Regions from separate parts of the Mus musculus genome. Here all the other regions are linked to region 1. A link is a contact called in public Hi-C data. All regions are on one chromosome and are shown on one strand. The core of a region is the stretch at or near the end of the contact, and the rest is flanking DNA. Distances in the headings are between cores, read along the strand shown.

Evidence for each region. A called contact is a pair of places that touch in the nucleus more often than the background predicts.
Region 2: a contact with region 1 is called in a Hi-C map of the MNK3 cell line, with 8 times the contacts expected there. The contact joins two enhancer-like sites. A contact is called at or near these places in 2 of 15 datasets of contacts at CTCF or cohesin (large pre-B cells and pro-B cells), 16 of 484 Hi-C or Micro-C datasets (the AML12 cell line, CD8 T cells, the MNK3 cell line and 6 more) and 4 of 115 datasets of contacts at active chromatin or transcription factors (CD8 T cells, effector CD8 T cells, large pre-B cells and 1 more).
Region 3: a contact with region 1 is called in a Hi-C map of bone marrow-derived macrophages, with 2.3 times the contacts expected there. The contact joins two enhancer-like sites. A contact is called at or near these places in 1 of 39 promoter capture datasets (liver), 4 of 484 Hi-C or Micro-C datasets (bone marrow-derived macrophages, liver, nephron progenitors and 1 more), 1 of 115 datasets of contacts at active chromatin or transcription factors (regulatory T cells) and 2 of 9 other capture datasets (adipose tissue and liver).

Annotation. Positions count from the first base shown.
Region 1 is chr16:49,937,217-49,942,113 of GRCm38.p6, reverse strand. It overlaps Gm5486. Among named protein-coding and RNA genes, the nearest start is that of Gm19723, 16 kb to the left of the region's middle. Within about 2 kb of position 2,968, at least 62 of the 459 cell types and tissues checked have an H3K27ac peak or open chromatin away from gene starts, as enhancers often do. A contact at or near this core is called in the MNK3 cell line, adipose tissue and bone marrow-derived macrophages, where this site is marked.
Region 2 is chr16:49,767,713-49,772,609 of GRCm38.p6, reverse strand. Gm15518 (a long non-coding RNA gene) reads left to right here. Exons shown (of 5, transcript XR_003951928.1): 3 at 342-2,839; 4 at 3,869-4,897. Among named protein-coding and RNA genes, the nearest start is that of Gm15518, 5.7 kb to the left of the region's middle. Within about 2 kb of position 2,684, at least 68 of the 459 cell types and tissues checked have an H3K27ac peak or open chromatin away from gene starts, as enhancers often do. A contact at or near this core is called in the MNK3 cell line, where this site is marked.
Region 3 is chr16:49,790,210-49,795,106 of GRCm38.p6, reverse strand. No RefSeq gene overlaps it. Among named protein-coding and RNA genes, the nearest start is that of Gm16619, 7.9 kb to the left of the region's middle. Within about 2 kb of position 2,411, at least 115 of the 459 cell types and tissues checked have an H3K27ac peak or open chromatin away from gene starts, as enhancers often do. A contact at or near this core is called in adipose tissue and bone marrow-derived macrophages, where this site is marked.

The sequences.
Region 1 (4,897 bases), core at 1,719-4,218:
ACTCATAAAGATTGCAAAGTACCAAGGAAACCATTCAAATCAAGACCAGGGCAACTTATAAAATGAAAGGTTCATTCTGAACTTACAATTCCACAGGGATAATAGTCCATGCAGGACAGTGGATCAGAAAAAGCATGCAGCAGGTGGCTGAAGCAGCAGTTTCGAGTTCACATCTCAAACCACAGATAAGAGGCAGAGAGTGTAATGGGCAGGTGGCATGGGTTTTGACATCAAAGCAGCCCCCAATGGCATACCTTGTCCAACAAGGTCACAGCTCCTAACTCTTCCCAAACAGGTACACCTATTTGGGAGCCAGGTATTCAAATATATAAGTCTACAAGAGCCATTCTTATTCAAATCTGAGAGCTTGTTTTTTTTTTTTTTAAGGGTTATTATACTAGCACAAATGGTTCTCTGTTTTGGTTGATATGTTTGGATTATGTAAACTTTGGCTTACTGTGCATGGACCTACCCATAATGCATCTGCTTGTCCTCCCCCTGTCCCCCACTTTGGGAACAGATCTTTATTTTTTTTTTCTCTTTGAGAGTCTCATGGAATGTGTTTTGCTCACATTCACCCCTCCCTCCAAACTCTTCCCAGATGGGTTTGCTCTTCCTTACTCACCCAAACTGGTGTCATCTATTTTTAAGCCTTCAACACCAATTGATGCTGCTCAAATATTCCTAGATGTGTGGCTTTCAGATAGAGAGTGGTCAACTTACTAGGGGCTACATCCTTAGAGAGAACTGTCTCTGTCTCTTTCATTAGCTAACAATAATGCATCTGGTTTTAATCATATGCATGCCTAATTATAAGTAGGTATTCTTTCTAAAGGTTCACTCAGAGGACACAGTTTGCTTTACTGGTATTCATCCAAAAGTGGTCTGAATTGACCCCTTGCTTATAGGTTCCAGATGTGTTTCCAGATGTGTTTGTGTAGAAATGGGCACTATCCAGGGATCACTAAGGGAAATAGCTTACTTCCATTTTTAAAAGCAGGTATGTGCAACCTGGTACAGGTACCAGGTTGCCAGCAGGTTGTTATAGGTATTGTTATAAGAGAGGTGTGTTCTATGCCGTTTTCTATACTTGCCTCAAACGGTTTTAGCTTAATTACATCTTCAACAATCCTTTTTTTAAAAAAAAACAAACAAACCAAAACAACAACAATAAACAAACAAAAACAAAAAAACTATCATAGCCTCAAGTCCCAACTATTAGAAGAGGGTATATTTTGAGAGGGTCACTACCCAACTGTGCAGACCAGGCTGTGCCCTGCTCCAAGTTACTGTCTTTCTCTAAGGTGTTTGAGACTATGACTATAACACTGTGCCTTGCCCTCAGTGACTCCATCTTATTAAGTAGAGTTTGGCTTCATGTTGAGAGAGAATGACTGTGCATCTCATTTGTGCATGTGGACACCATCTGTCCAGCAGCAACCATAAGGAACTAATAACTGATAACTTCTTCCTGCAAATAAAAGGATACTGCCTATAAGCTTAACAAAGTACATCAGAAACACATGGATACATGGACATATTAAAACCACATGAGATAATCATGTGAACTTACCAAACACACCAGACCAACAAAGAGGTCAACAACCTTAAGAAGAGTCCATGAAAGAAAAGACATCCAGCACACACAGCTGGGCTGGTTGGTTTTGCCATCTGCTTACACACCTACACATATCTGGGGAAGGGATCTTAATTATGAAAACACTTCTATAAAATTGGACTGTAGGAAAGTCTACAGAATATTGTCTTAACTAATGATTTATGTAGGAAGGCATGGTGGGCAATGTCACCCAAGGTAGATGGTACTGGGTTATATAATAAAGCAGGCTGAGCAAGCCATGAGGGTCAAGCCAGTAAGAAGTTGTGATGGTTTGAATAAGAATGCCTCCATAGGCTTGTAAATTTAAATGCTTCATCTCCGTTTGGTGGAACTGTATGGGAAGGATTGGGAGGTGTGGCTTTGTTCGAGGAGGTGTGTCATGGGGAAGGGCTTGCAGATAGATCTACCTCTCCACTGATTCTACTGCCATATACTCACCGTACCAACATGAACTCTAATCCCCTAGAACTGTAAGTTCATCTGAACACTTTCTTTTATAAATTGCCTGGCCATGATATTTTATAGAAATAGAAAAGTAATGAATACAGCAATGCTCCTCCATGGCCCACATGTCTAGTTCCTGCCATGCTTCTACCAGCAACTGACTATAAACTGCAAGCTGAAATAAACCCTTTCCTTTCCAAACTGCTTTTTGTCATGCTGTTCGTCACAGCAATAGAAAGCAAAGCAATAAAACTGTAATAAAGATGGAACCAACAATCTGTCATGTGACCACCCTATGTGATGTATGTGGTCAAAGAACTGACAGGCAGAGAATTCCTGCCTCTGCTGCTTGAGTTTAGTAGTTCCCACTGCCTGACTTAGTTCACTCTAACATCTATCCATCAGACCTCCTTCTTAGACCTGGACATGTGCCTACACTAATGGTTCTTTGTCTCCATCACAGACCTCAGCCTTTGGTCTCTGCTGATTTGGTTTGATTCTCCAACTTCTCCAAGCCAGTAAGGCACTGCCATTCTATAGTGTGTGCAAGGTGGAATACATGATCTTAGCGTTGATGTTAGGAATTAAGATTGAAAAAGAAGAAAGTATGATTGTGGATAGCCACACTGTCAAGGGTTAGAGTAATTGATTACCTGGTAAGTTGAAACCTGCGAAACCAGCACAATTTGTGAATTTATTGCTATTCAGGAATCTCTGATATTTATGTTAAAGACACAAATGTGTCTATGTTTCTGACAAAGAATACTCCTGATGCCAATACACTTTCCAGTTGTAGGGATACCCGAGTTATCAGTTCTACAGAAATTTCACATTAGTCTGGACCATCTGGAGGCTATTAGGGTGAGTCACTGAGAGTTAGTCACCCTGTCTCTGCGAAGTGACTGGGAATACCCATGGTCAACTATATTCTCTTTATTTTCTCTTCATTATGCTCGCATGACTCACTTTCTTGGAGTTTCCCTCTGTGTAAATTTTCTAAGGTCCTTTATGTCTCTCACCAGAGAGGCTGAAGTTGCTTGTGGAAGCATCAAATAGACTTCCTGCTTCTCCTGGGCTTCAGGATAGGAACGCCATGATTACTTACCAGGTTGAGCAATAAAGAAAAGTAAGGGCTTTAGAAAGGGAGTAAGGTCAGGCTGTCTCGGGCTCAGTTTCCAAAGCTCTAGCGTCAGAATGTCCTTTGATGTCTAAAAATTTTCAACACCAGTTTCTTCTCTACAAACCTCCATGTCTAGGTTCCACCCACAAAGAAAAATTCCATGCCTACCTTGACCCCCATGGGGTTATAGAGCGAGAAGGACCTTCAACAGAGACAGGAAAAGGAAAGGCAGTTCACTAGCCTGACAAACTAGGGGGCAGAAGAGACTAGGCATCTACATGAAAAGGGAGTGGGCTTCCCTACATAGAAGAGGAGGAATTGCCTTTGCAATGGAAGATAGCAGGATCTTTGGTATAAAACAGTAGGGTGTGTGTGAATGGATGTTTGTACCCTCAGCTGTTAGAGAGGTTTCTCTGCAGCCAGTTGAAGGCAGAACCTGGAAAGACTTCCAAAAGAGGGGTCAGAGAGGGAGGAGCTGAACTTTTAAATTATCATTCTTTTTCTTTTTTAAGGATTGGGAGGAGTGTGTCTTCTGGTAGAACATTTTCCTGACTTTGCCAAGGTCCTGGGTTTGACCCATAGGAAAACATAGGAAATAAACACAAAACAGGAAAGCAAAACAAAAGCTGAATTGCTCTTATGGAACTTGTTCAAAAAACGATAAGAAAAGGTAAAAGAGGAAAACGGGAGGTGCTGGTGCACGCTCAGCGCTTGAGAGGCAGAGGAAAGTGAGTTTGAGGCTAGCCAGTCTGCTGAGTGAGATCTAGGACAGCCCAGGGCCACACTGATACACCCTGTTGTCTTGAAAAACAACAAACAAAACCAATCCAAAAACAAACAAGGACGGAAGGAGGGAGGAAGGTGGGAAGAAGGGAGAGAGAGAGAGAGAGAGAGAGAGAGAGAGAGAGAGAGAGAGAGGTGGATAGGAAGCAAAAGTGAAAGAACAACGGGGAAACCAGCTTGGAAAGCTGCTGCAGGTGAATACCCAGGGGTTTTCCAGGTCAGGACTTAGAACTGAGGTACCAATGATGTCAGAATCCCCTGTGGGTAGTTCATTTATTAACTGGGGTGAACGTTAAAGGGAGAGAAATCCGAAATCGTGCCAAACTGAAGATCCTGGGAGATATTTAAGAGTACAGATTTTTTTTCAAGCTGAGCTTGCTTTGGGACATGTTGACCTGCCATAATGTCTCAAAATTCAAATAGAAATGCCCAGCTGTTTGTTAGTGATGCTTCCTGGCCGTGCTGTCACGGCTGCAGCTTTGTCCTGTCACAGGCTGGTCTAACAGGCTGTCTCCTGGGGAGACAGCTTCCTGTTAACTCCACCAAAGCCTCCTCTGTCTAATCTTGAATGTGACCTTTCCCTTAATTTATAATATCTCCTCTGGAATCTTTCATTATCGTAGTATCCATTTTATACTCTCTTGTAGCAGGAGGAAGGTCAAGGCCACACATTCAGTTGTTCACCAGAGATTTAGCAGGCAGCATTGTTGTGCCAGGCACAGTGTTAGGGCTCGGTGTGCAAGAGTGAACACAGCAAATGTGATGACTATATGTGGTAGAGCAGATAAATGACAAATAAGGGTGGTATCCATGAGAAGGGAGGGCAGGATTTTTAGCTGCACAACTCGAAGCCTGGAGAACCTAAAGGTATAATTTTCATTGCAGTCAGGTCTTGCAGAAACGTGTGAGCTGGTCAGAATTGATTCTACCTC
Region 2 (4,897 bases), core at 1,435-3,934, 170 kb after region 1:
TCTTGTTAATTTGAGGGCCAGGCATTTAACACACAGCTTTCCAAAGGACATTTGAATTCTGAAGCATAACAATAATATATTTAGCACAGTGCAGAGAACTCACCACTGTTTCTAATCTTGCATCTTCCCTCATCCAGGTTCTATATCCTGGCACTTCTTAGCTTCTTCCATTTGAAAACTTCTAGAAGCCTCAATTCTACATATCTGTTCAACAATGTTCTGCCATATGTAACTTTATCATTTTATCATAATTTAATATCTTGTGTCAATTTTCTATGTAAACCTTTTCTGCCGGGTTACTTTTCTTACAAGTCTCTCTGTTTTATCTTTTTTTTTTTCAGTGTTCTGTCAACACCCAGCCCTGTGACCCCATGATGTCCACTCACAACTTCATAATTTCATCTCTTGCTATCTGCCTGGCTATTTTCCTTGATATTGGATTCCTATCGTCTTTCAGTTCTACTCTTATGAATATCCTTTGTTTTCTCAAAGTTAGAATGATTTTTCTCACTAAAGTTTGTTTGTCTATCATAAAACTTACTGTTATAAGCATTTTAACTCTGTGTGTGTGTGTGTGTGTGTGTTTGTGTGTGTGTGTGTGTATGTGTGTGTGTGTGTGTGTGTATGTGTGTGTGTGTTTATGTGTGTGTGTGTGTGTGTGTGTGTGTGTATCTTTCCCACTGGACTGTGAGCTGGTAAAGGAAGCGATTACACCTCATTTGCATTTGGCTCCCTTAATATCTCACACTGCAGCAAAACAAGTGGTTATCTGTCAAATGTTCGTTGACCCACACTACATATGTGTAGTGAACAGGAGCCGCCTGAACCAAGAGGCTTCTTAGAAATACCACAGAAAGTAGTTTTTCTAGGTCACCAGCATCCTCTGCGATACTGAGGGATTGCTGAATGCTTCCCAAGGGCAGAATGAATATGATAGCTTAGATTCATCACAGTAGCTATCCGAAATAAAACACTAAGTCATGAGCTCAAACAGAGGCTAACATTTAATGACTTACAAAGTCCAGAAAGTATGCAAGACAAACAGATCAGTAAAAATAAGAAATATTGAACAAACCTTGGTTATGATTTTTGCTTTTTAGTTTCCACACATAAGGTAGAATCCTTATTTAAATTTATGGTTATGGAAAACCGGCCATTTCCATTTTCAGCACAGTTGGGTCGGGCTATTTCCTGTTATCAATAGGAAGCTGCTGTACAATTAAATGGATCAATGATGCAGTGAGCTAAATTAGCTTTTTTATAGTCAAATAATTGGACTAGCTGTGCATTCTACATTATTTCAGTTGTACAAGCATGATCTTTGAATCTACCTTGTAGCAAGATGCCTGGGCTGCCTTAGCCTATTGATTTGAGAAGCAGTAAAAGGTGATATTTAGAAAGGGCCATGGGATAGTATCAATAAAATGGTTCAGGGGATACACATTTGACACACAGAGTGGCTTTATGTAGACTGATTTTTTTGAAGAATAATTTACAAATCTGGCCTAATTCAACTAGCAATATGATAATAATGTACCTTAACTACGTACCTTAAAATACTGTTGCTTATCTCGATGCAGAACATTAAACTGCTGTTGTCAGCGGCATGTGAGTAAACTGGCTGTTTGTCTAACGGTCTGATCTGTAGTGATTTTTCTATTCCTGTGGTGTAAACACTCACAATGGGCTGGTGGGAAGTTATCAACAGTTACCTAGCTCTCAAAATTTCCGAATATCAAACAACTGACTTCAGAGGTGGTAGGAGCTGACTCTAGAAGCCTACCACAAGCTGATGCCCACACTGGCAGGAGATTCACAACCATGCACGTCTAGCACTAGGAGGTTTTAGAATATCCCAGCACTACCGGTGGCTGTATGAACAACTTTGTACTTTTACTAGCACATTGGGATTCATGGGTAGCATACCCTGCAGAAGATTTTACAGAAGGTAAAAGAAAAGCGACTGGACAGGAGGGAAAATATAACTCTATCACCTTACCGGAGAAAACCCAGGATGAACGGTGACTCAAAAGCCACACAGGAAATTCTTAGCCGAGAAATTGTGACATAGGAAGAAATAAGTCTGACCTTTGGCTGTAACGGTTGGCACAGAGTTTCCAAATAGTTTGCAGTTTCCTAGAACTTTGAGGTTTTCATGGCTACATGATGAAATCCCTCAAAAAAAAAAAAGAAAGAAAGAAAAGAAGAGAAGAGAAAAGAAAAGGAAAAGAAAAGAAAAGAAAAGAAAAGAAAAGAAGAAAACCCTAAATGAAGGGGTGCTGAGGTTTTCAGGTGGGGGTTAGCCATGAGGACAACCAGGGCTTCCCACCCTCTCTGATGTTCTATCTGGTGAACTTCACAGTTTGGGTAACAGAGTGACAGTCTGGATAACTGACAAACAATAGAAGGTTCCTTGGCTCATGGCTCTGACAGAGAAGACCAAGAGCATTCATTGTTCTGACCAGGGCCTTTATGCTGAGTCACAACTCGTCAGAAGGGCAAGGGGACATGTGCAAGATGGAAGAAACTGGCTGTTGGTGTGGACAACTCCACATATTTGGTGCCAGGAATATTGTGAATATATTCTTACTAACACACCTGGAACTGGGATCTGGTTGGCTGGACTTGTGGGCCAGGGTTCTTCCATGCACAAGCCTTTGAGAGGAGCTAGAGAAGGTCACCCAGGGGCATGTGTGGAAACAGGATGCATGGTCTTGATAAGGGGTGTGGTGGACACCGGGTGAGTAGGAGGAGCTGTGGACCTGAAATTCTTCTAGGAAGGCCTAGCTGGGAGAACTTCTTCACAACAGTGAAGATGGTGACAAACGGTTTTCTAAAGGTGGTTCTTTTCATTTCTCTTGAGTTTCTTTTAACATTGTGTATTAATTTAATCTATGGTACTTATTAGATGGGGCCTTAGCATTTCATAAGCTACTCGAGAAGAAAAATGAGTTTAAGTTCTCTTTAAAGAAATCTCTTCACGCCGGGTGTGGTGGTGCCCGCCTTTAATCCCAGCACTTGGGAGGCAGAGGTAGGCGAGTTTCTGAGTTCTAGGCCAGCCTGGTCTACAGAGTGAGTTCCAGGACAGCCATGGCTACACAGAGAAACCCTGTCTTAAAAAAATCCAAAAAACAAACAAACAAAACAAATCTCTTCACACTGAAATGTTTTGCTTACTTGTACATGGGGGGGCGAGGGGGAGATCTTCAGATGGGTGATTCTGTAGATAACTGAATATCAACATTAGCATTTTTAAATCCCTGATAACCCTCCCACAATTAAAACATAATAAAACAAAACACCCATGTCTATGGGGTAAAACTCGAGAAGGGGACTTAGTGCTTAGGCATTTAAAATTTTTATTAATCTTCAAGAATTTCATACAATGTATTTTTATCAAAATCACTCCTCCTACCTCTCTTTAGATCCAGCCTCCTTACCCTATCAATTTATTTTCTTTTTCAATCCATTGAGCCTGAAGCCCAAACTTTTTGGTGTGTGGCTATCTGGAACATGGTAGACCTATGTTTCTCAAGGGTCATGTCTTTGAAGAAAACCGATTTTCTCCCTCTGTCTTAGTTACTTTTCTATTTCTGTGAAGAGATACCATAACCAAGGCAAGTTACAGAAGAGTTTACTGGGTCTTACAGTTCCAGAGGGTGAGTAGACCATCATGGCAGGAAGCAGGGCAGCAGCAGGCAGGCATGGCACTGGAACAGTAGCTAGGAGCTTAGAACCAACAGGAGATGGCGGCGGGAGAGCCAACTGGAGCGGTATAGGCCTTTAAAACCTCAAAGCTCACCACCAGTGACAAACCACATGCAACAAGATCACACTTCTACTCCTTCTCAAACATCTCTACCCACAGGACCAAGCAGTCAAAAGCAGGAGCCTAATGAGGCCATTCTCATGCAAACCAGCCATCCCTTCCCTGCCCCTGCCAATTGTAAGTAGCTTAGTTCTGGATAGGGGTGGGGGTGGGGCACATAGGTATTTTTATTAAGCTGTCCACTTGATTTTGATGCCCAGGCAATGGAGAGTTTCCCAGCTGTTAGCACAGAGAATATTTTGCAGGGCAGGAGAGTAGCAGCCATGAAGTAACTTCCGAGTTATACAAAAGGGTTTATGCATAGGACCTTGAAGCCATCCAAGAGCCCAGAGACTATGCACAGGACCTTGAAGCCATCCAAGAGCCCAGAGCAACAGTTTGGGCAGATGATGGCTGACGGAGGCAGTTTGATGGCCAGTTTGAAAGTGTTAGTGTACTACGTAGGGCACGGACAGATAATAAAGGGGACACTCTGGGTTGAAACAAGGTGCTAAGAGTGGAACCATAAATCAGATTAGAATTTTGTGCCTGAATTAAAATTACACAATTACAGGATTCTAATGCTCGAGGCATTACTTAGATCTGTTAATATGAGGTGGCCATTGCTCTCCCTCTTGCATTTTAAATTCTATAAAACAGCCTATAAAAATGTGAATTCAAATCATTCTTATTTATTTAACAGAGTAAATTTCTAATTTAAGAATAAGCAGTTTAAGGTTTGTAGTTGTTAGACACATTAAGTTGGAAAAAAATGAAGCTATAATCACTGTAATTTCACAAACAGGGTCACACAATTCCACCTTCTAAAATTCTATTGTAACATTGTTTTAAATATATAAAACATATTAACGGGGGTTGTAGCTAGGACCTCAACAGATTGCCTTCTGCATGATAACCTTGCATTCTGCCACTGAGCTACACTCTTAGTCCTCTCAAGACCTTTCTTACTTGTACACAAATTTTAAGAACAGCGTCTGGCCCAATTTTAGGATGGCCAGTGGATCATCTGGAAGCCTACATCTTCATACTGTGTTGTGTTCAGGGAGCACAGAGTGCCTGCTCATCATC
Region 3 (4,897 bases), core at 1,162-3,661, 150 kb after region 1:
AAAATGATGTATCACAAATTAAAAGAGAATTTAAAAATTAAACTAATAATGAGTTATACTTAAAATAGCAGAAACTGAAATCTTCATCCCACACTTGACAACGCTCAAAATACGCCACACATTTACTACAATTTATGGACATTCTGAATCATTTCCAGGTCTTTAAGTGAGTCACATACCAAGATGAACAGCCTTTTCATGCTACATGATCTTTTTCATTGAGTACAAAAATTAATAACATGCTCAGTTTAGGCACCATGATCTTTAGCTGCACATGGAAAACTACTAGACAGAAGCGCTTCATCTATACAAAAACTCAAGATATTGTCTCCTAACATTAGCTTCATATAGCTGAAGGAAGGATAGTGTGTGTGTGTGTGTGTGTGTGTGTGTGGTGTGGTGTGTTTACGTTTTGGGTCTATATAAACTGTATCATCAGGATATGTTCGAAGAAAGCAGTGGTTTGAATTGAGTTTTCATTGTGCTTCTATTGGGGAAAGCCCAGGACACGTTTCCTCATCAGACCAGAATACTAACACTAGAGTCTCTTTAAAACTAGCTGTTAAGTGGGGCCATTTATTGGAAATTCCAAAAGTGCCAAGTACATTGGTTCCCCTAAATGTACTTCCAGGAGCAGGAGCCTGAATCAGTTTTCAAAGCTTTTACTCATGGCTACTGTTCTTGTTCATATATATTCTGTACTATATGTGTCTAGAGGTTATAGAAGGATATTTAGCATACTGAAGATACGGAAAGTCTATTTCTTCTGAATATGTATAAAACCTCCAAGCCCCCAAACCATTCTCATTTGTCTGTAATGGAAATTTATGGAGGCAGGTGACTGCCTTCCCTAGGGATTAAGCCCTCCTGGAATTAATTTGAAGCTGGTACCCACGAAGTGTCTAGATACACAACTGTCCAAAAGTTTTCCAGTGTCTCCATCATCCTCTGGCTGGTACTATCCGTTAGCCCAGGAGTGCCATGCTTGTGTGTTGGATGCTTTGCTATTAGTCTTTCAGAATCATTCTATTAGATGATTCATTCTCCATTCACAGGCAACAACTCTTCTTTCTCACCACTTTGGACTGTGTGTGTGTGTGTGTGTGTGTGTGTGTGTGTGTGTGTGTGTGTGTGCAGGGGACTGGCGTGCTACGAGAGGACAGTGAGCACCTCTTCAGTAGCCTCTTCTTCCACCTTTTTTCGAGACAGGGTGTCTCTTTTTGTTGTTCCCCACTGTAAATACCAGCTAGCTGGCCTGCAAGCTTCAGGGAGGGGCTTCTCCACTCCTACGTCAGCACATTGATGTGCGAGGATTACAGATCGATGCTATCACTTGTAGCCTCGCACGGTTCTGAGTATTTGAACTCAAGTCTTCCCACTTGCTCTAAAAGCAAGTGTGCACTCACTAATCTATCCCTCACTTTTCACTTTCATTTTTAAAATCTTGTTTTCCATGGTAACCTTGCATTCAACAAGGACCTTTAACATCTCACCGCTCTTGGCCTTCCTTATTGGACCTAATGGGGTTAAGGATGCTTAGAAAATTCTTCTCAAACAAGGATTTCCAAGGCTAGGAAAGCATTGATGGTGAATGCTACAGAAAGCAGTAATAGGTATTTCAGCATCATTGCTGGCCCATGTAATGTTTCTTTTTCACTGATGGATTCAGTTTTATTTAAAGACAATGGATTCAATTTTAAAGACATTAATCCATAGAGTAAAGTTGGTAAACAGAATGACATATGTAACCAGTCTTCTGTCTTCACAGGTTTATTGGTGGGTTAAAGTGAATGCTGTCCAAACTGTGAGGTGATATTGAAATCTTTCCACAGTTTCACACTGAGACGCAATAATACAGGTCTTTGTTGTGTAGAGCAGAACTGCCAACTCTAAGTTGGATTTCCTGGAAGGTGGGAGAGAGAGGGTCCTGACTCATAGGCGTGTAGCCTCACTCACAGCAGGAGGGTGAGTAGAAGCAAAATTCCTATTAGGGATAGCTTAAATGGGAACACATTTCATTTTGCAGAAAACACCTTCTAGAACTTGCTTAATAGAGGGCACCTTTGCAGTCAATCACTTCACAAAAGTTTCAAATTGGATCAAAAAAGAAGGGGGCACAGGCTAAGGTTGGGGTTACAGGTCGTGTATTACATCTCCAAGTGCCTATATAATTACACTGTGGTGGTTTTTAGTTGAAAGCTTGTAGATCATAAATAGAGGACTCGTTTACTGGTTCTTGTGAAGCATTGTGGGAAGGAGGACACACGGGTGCTGGCACATGCTCCTGCCAAGCATAGGATAACGAACTTTTATGCAGAGGTTTCAGTCACACAAGAGCTACGATACGGAAGGGTCCAAGAGACAACCCGAAGGACGTCAGAATGGGAAAATTTCCAGGCAAACTCGTTTTGGCACACAACAACTGTAGACACTTCGTCAGAGTTTTAAAAGCCACTTCCTCCTTACACTTCACTTCCACTCTGGAAGCCCAGCTGGGCATTTTCCCTGCTGAGTGGGAGGGTAAAGCAGAGCTCAAGATTAGCTCAGGCTTTAGGCAAAACTGTAATGTAGGTTGTGCCCTGTGTGTTGTTTCTGTGCTTTGACCTGTCTGCACCACCAGGCACGTCACCTCTCCTGATAAACCTACCCCACAGAAATAGCTCCCTGCTCTTTAAACAGAGCCCCCGGTATGATTTCTCTCTTTCTCTTGGTGCCATCTAGAAAGTAATGATTCTAATATTTACTTAACTCAGGACCTTGACTTATGGACATTAATGTGTGCTAATATTTCTAGAGTTCCTGTCTTCTAATAGCATTTCTTGAAAATGGTATTTATTTTTTAAAAGATAAATAAACCCAAGATGAGATTGATGGAAAATATTTGTTCCTCTAGGAAGATTCACAACCCCCCCCACCCCACCCCACCCCATCTCCTGGGTTAGAGGCTGCCACCAAAGCTGGCCGGTGAGTGTATCCTGTCAGGCACTTGCCACCCGTCAATGAGATCACTTGGGAAACTGTCCCCTCTTCTAGTTCAGTGGTGAGCCCTGTGTGCAGCCTCATGTGTATTAATGTACACATACCATTATACACTAATTCACGATGGTTAGCTCTTTGATCGATTGCTGAAAGGATCTTAGTAAATACTTTTGAAAAACATGAGAACAATGTTAAAGATCTCAGGAACTATAGGAATATGATGGGTTAGGAGAAAGCCAGATAGCAATTAAAGGCCAGATGGCGTTTCCTGATGTCTCCTACTTAGTTATTTTAGAAGCCTCAAAAGTCTTGCTGATGGACTTCTGAAATTACTGCTCGAAAATAAGAGATTCCAAGAATCCCTTAAGTGTGTCTGAAGTTCTCTCAGCATCAGAGGTAGATGATTAAGGAACATAACCTTGATCTGTTCTGGACATAAGCACTTTCAATACACAGAAAATATTCCTCAAGCGCTCTGGCGTCTCTGTTTTATCCAGTGACAGGGTCTGTGCTTTATAAGTTGAAATAATACTTTTTACCAAAAATGGTGCATAAAACAGAAACAAAAATAAAATATCCCCATGGCCACAACCATCGCCCAAGTCTTCAAGAAGGAAAAGCCAGAGAAAAGCATTTCAGTGGTACCTTAGGAATACAAAATATAGGAGTTTTGGCTCAGTGTACTATAGGTACTATCCCACTGTAAGGACAGTGGTAGGGCTCAGAGAGTTAGGTGAACTTGGAGGAAGTAGATTAGAATACGAGTGGATAAAAACTCAGCCTTCCAGAGCATGGAGGGTAGGCTTGTGGGTTAACACAAGAAGGAAAGGAAACCTGTCCTCTACCAAAGAGGATGCTGTTGACCACTCCCAAGGAGTCCTGGGGAATTCCTAGTGAGGTTTGCAGTTTGTGCAGAGCGTCTCTCCGTAACAGAGGTCAGCAGTGTAAGTGTAGCTAAGGTCTGTGTTGCTAAGTAAATTCCCTTCAGTCACTTTCTGTCCCCACCCTTGTTTTTTTCTTCCTTTTTATCACTTCCTCTATCTTTTTCTCTCTTTGGCTTCTCTCTTGGCTTTTCCAGTGCTTCAGTTGATAACTATCTACGGAAGTGGTATACTACAAATAACATAGTGCATAAAACCAGTCAAAACCTCTTAACGGTAACTCTCTTTCAGTACATGCTTCACACATACACTGTGCAGCCTGCTTTCATGTCAGCTTGACACAGCGAGAGTCATCTGAAAGAAGGGAGCCTCAATTGAGAAAAATTGTTCCATAAGCTCCATCTCGGTAAACAAGGCTGGAGGGAGTTTTCTTATTTAGTGATTGATGGCAGAGGGTCCAACCTATTGTGTGTGTTCAACTCATGGACCAGTGATCTTGCTATGGGGATGGAAGGGATCAGGATGAGCAAGCCATGAGGGACAAGCCAGTAAATAGCACTCCTTCATGGCTTCTTCACCAGTGCGCTCACCTTTGGGTTCCTGCCCTGCCTGAGTTCCTGCCCCGACTTCCCTTGATGATGGACTATGAAGAGGAAGTAAATAAATAAATAAATGTATAAATTTTAAAAAATAATAAAAAGGAAATAAACTCTTTTCTTCCAAAGTGATTTATGTTCATAACATTTTTTATTTTATTTTATTTTTTATGTTTTATTTTTTTGGTTTTTCGAGACAGGGTTTCTCTGTGTAGCTCTGGCTGTCCTGGAACTCACTCTGTAGACCAGGCTGGCCTCAAACTCAGAAATTTGCCTGCCTCTGCCTCCCAAGTGCTGGGATTAAAGGTGTGCGCCACCATGCCTGGCCCAGCATTTTAACACAATAGAAACCCTAATACACACACACACACACACACACACACACACATACACACACACACACACAGATACACCAATCACTTAATTTCCCCTAAGACTTTT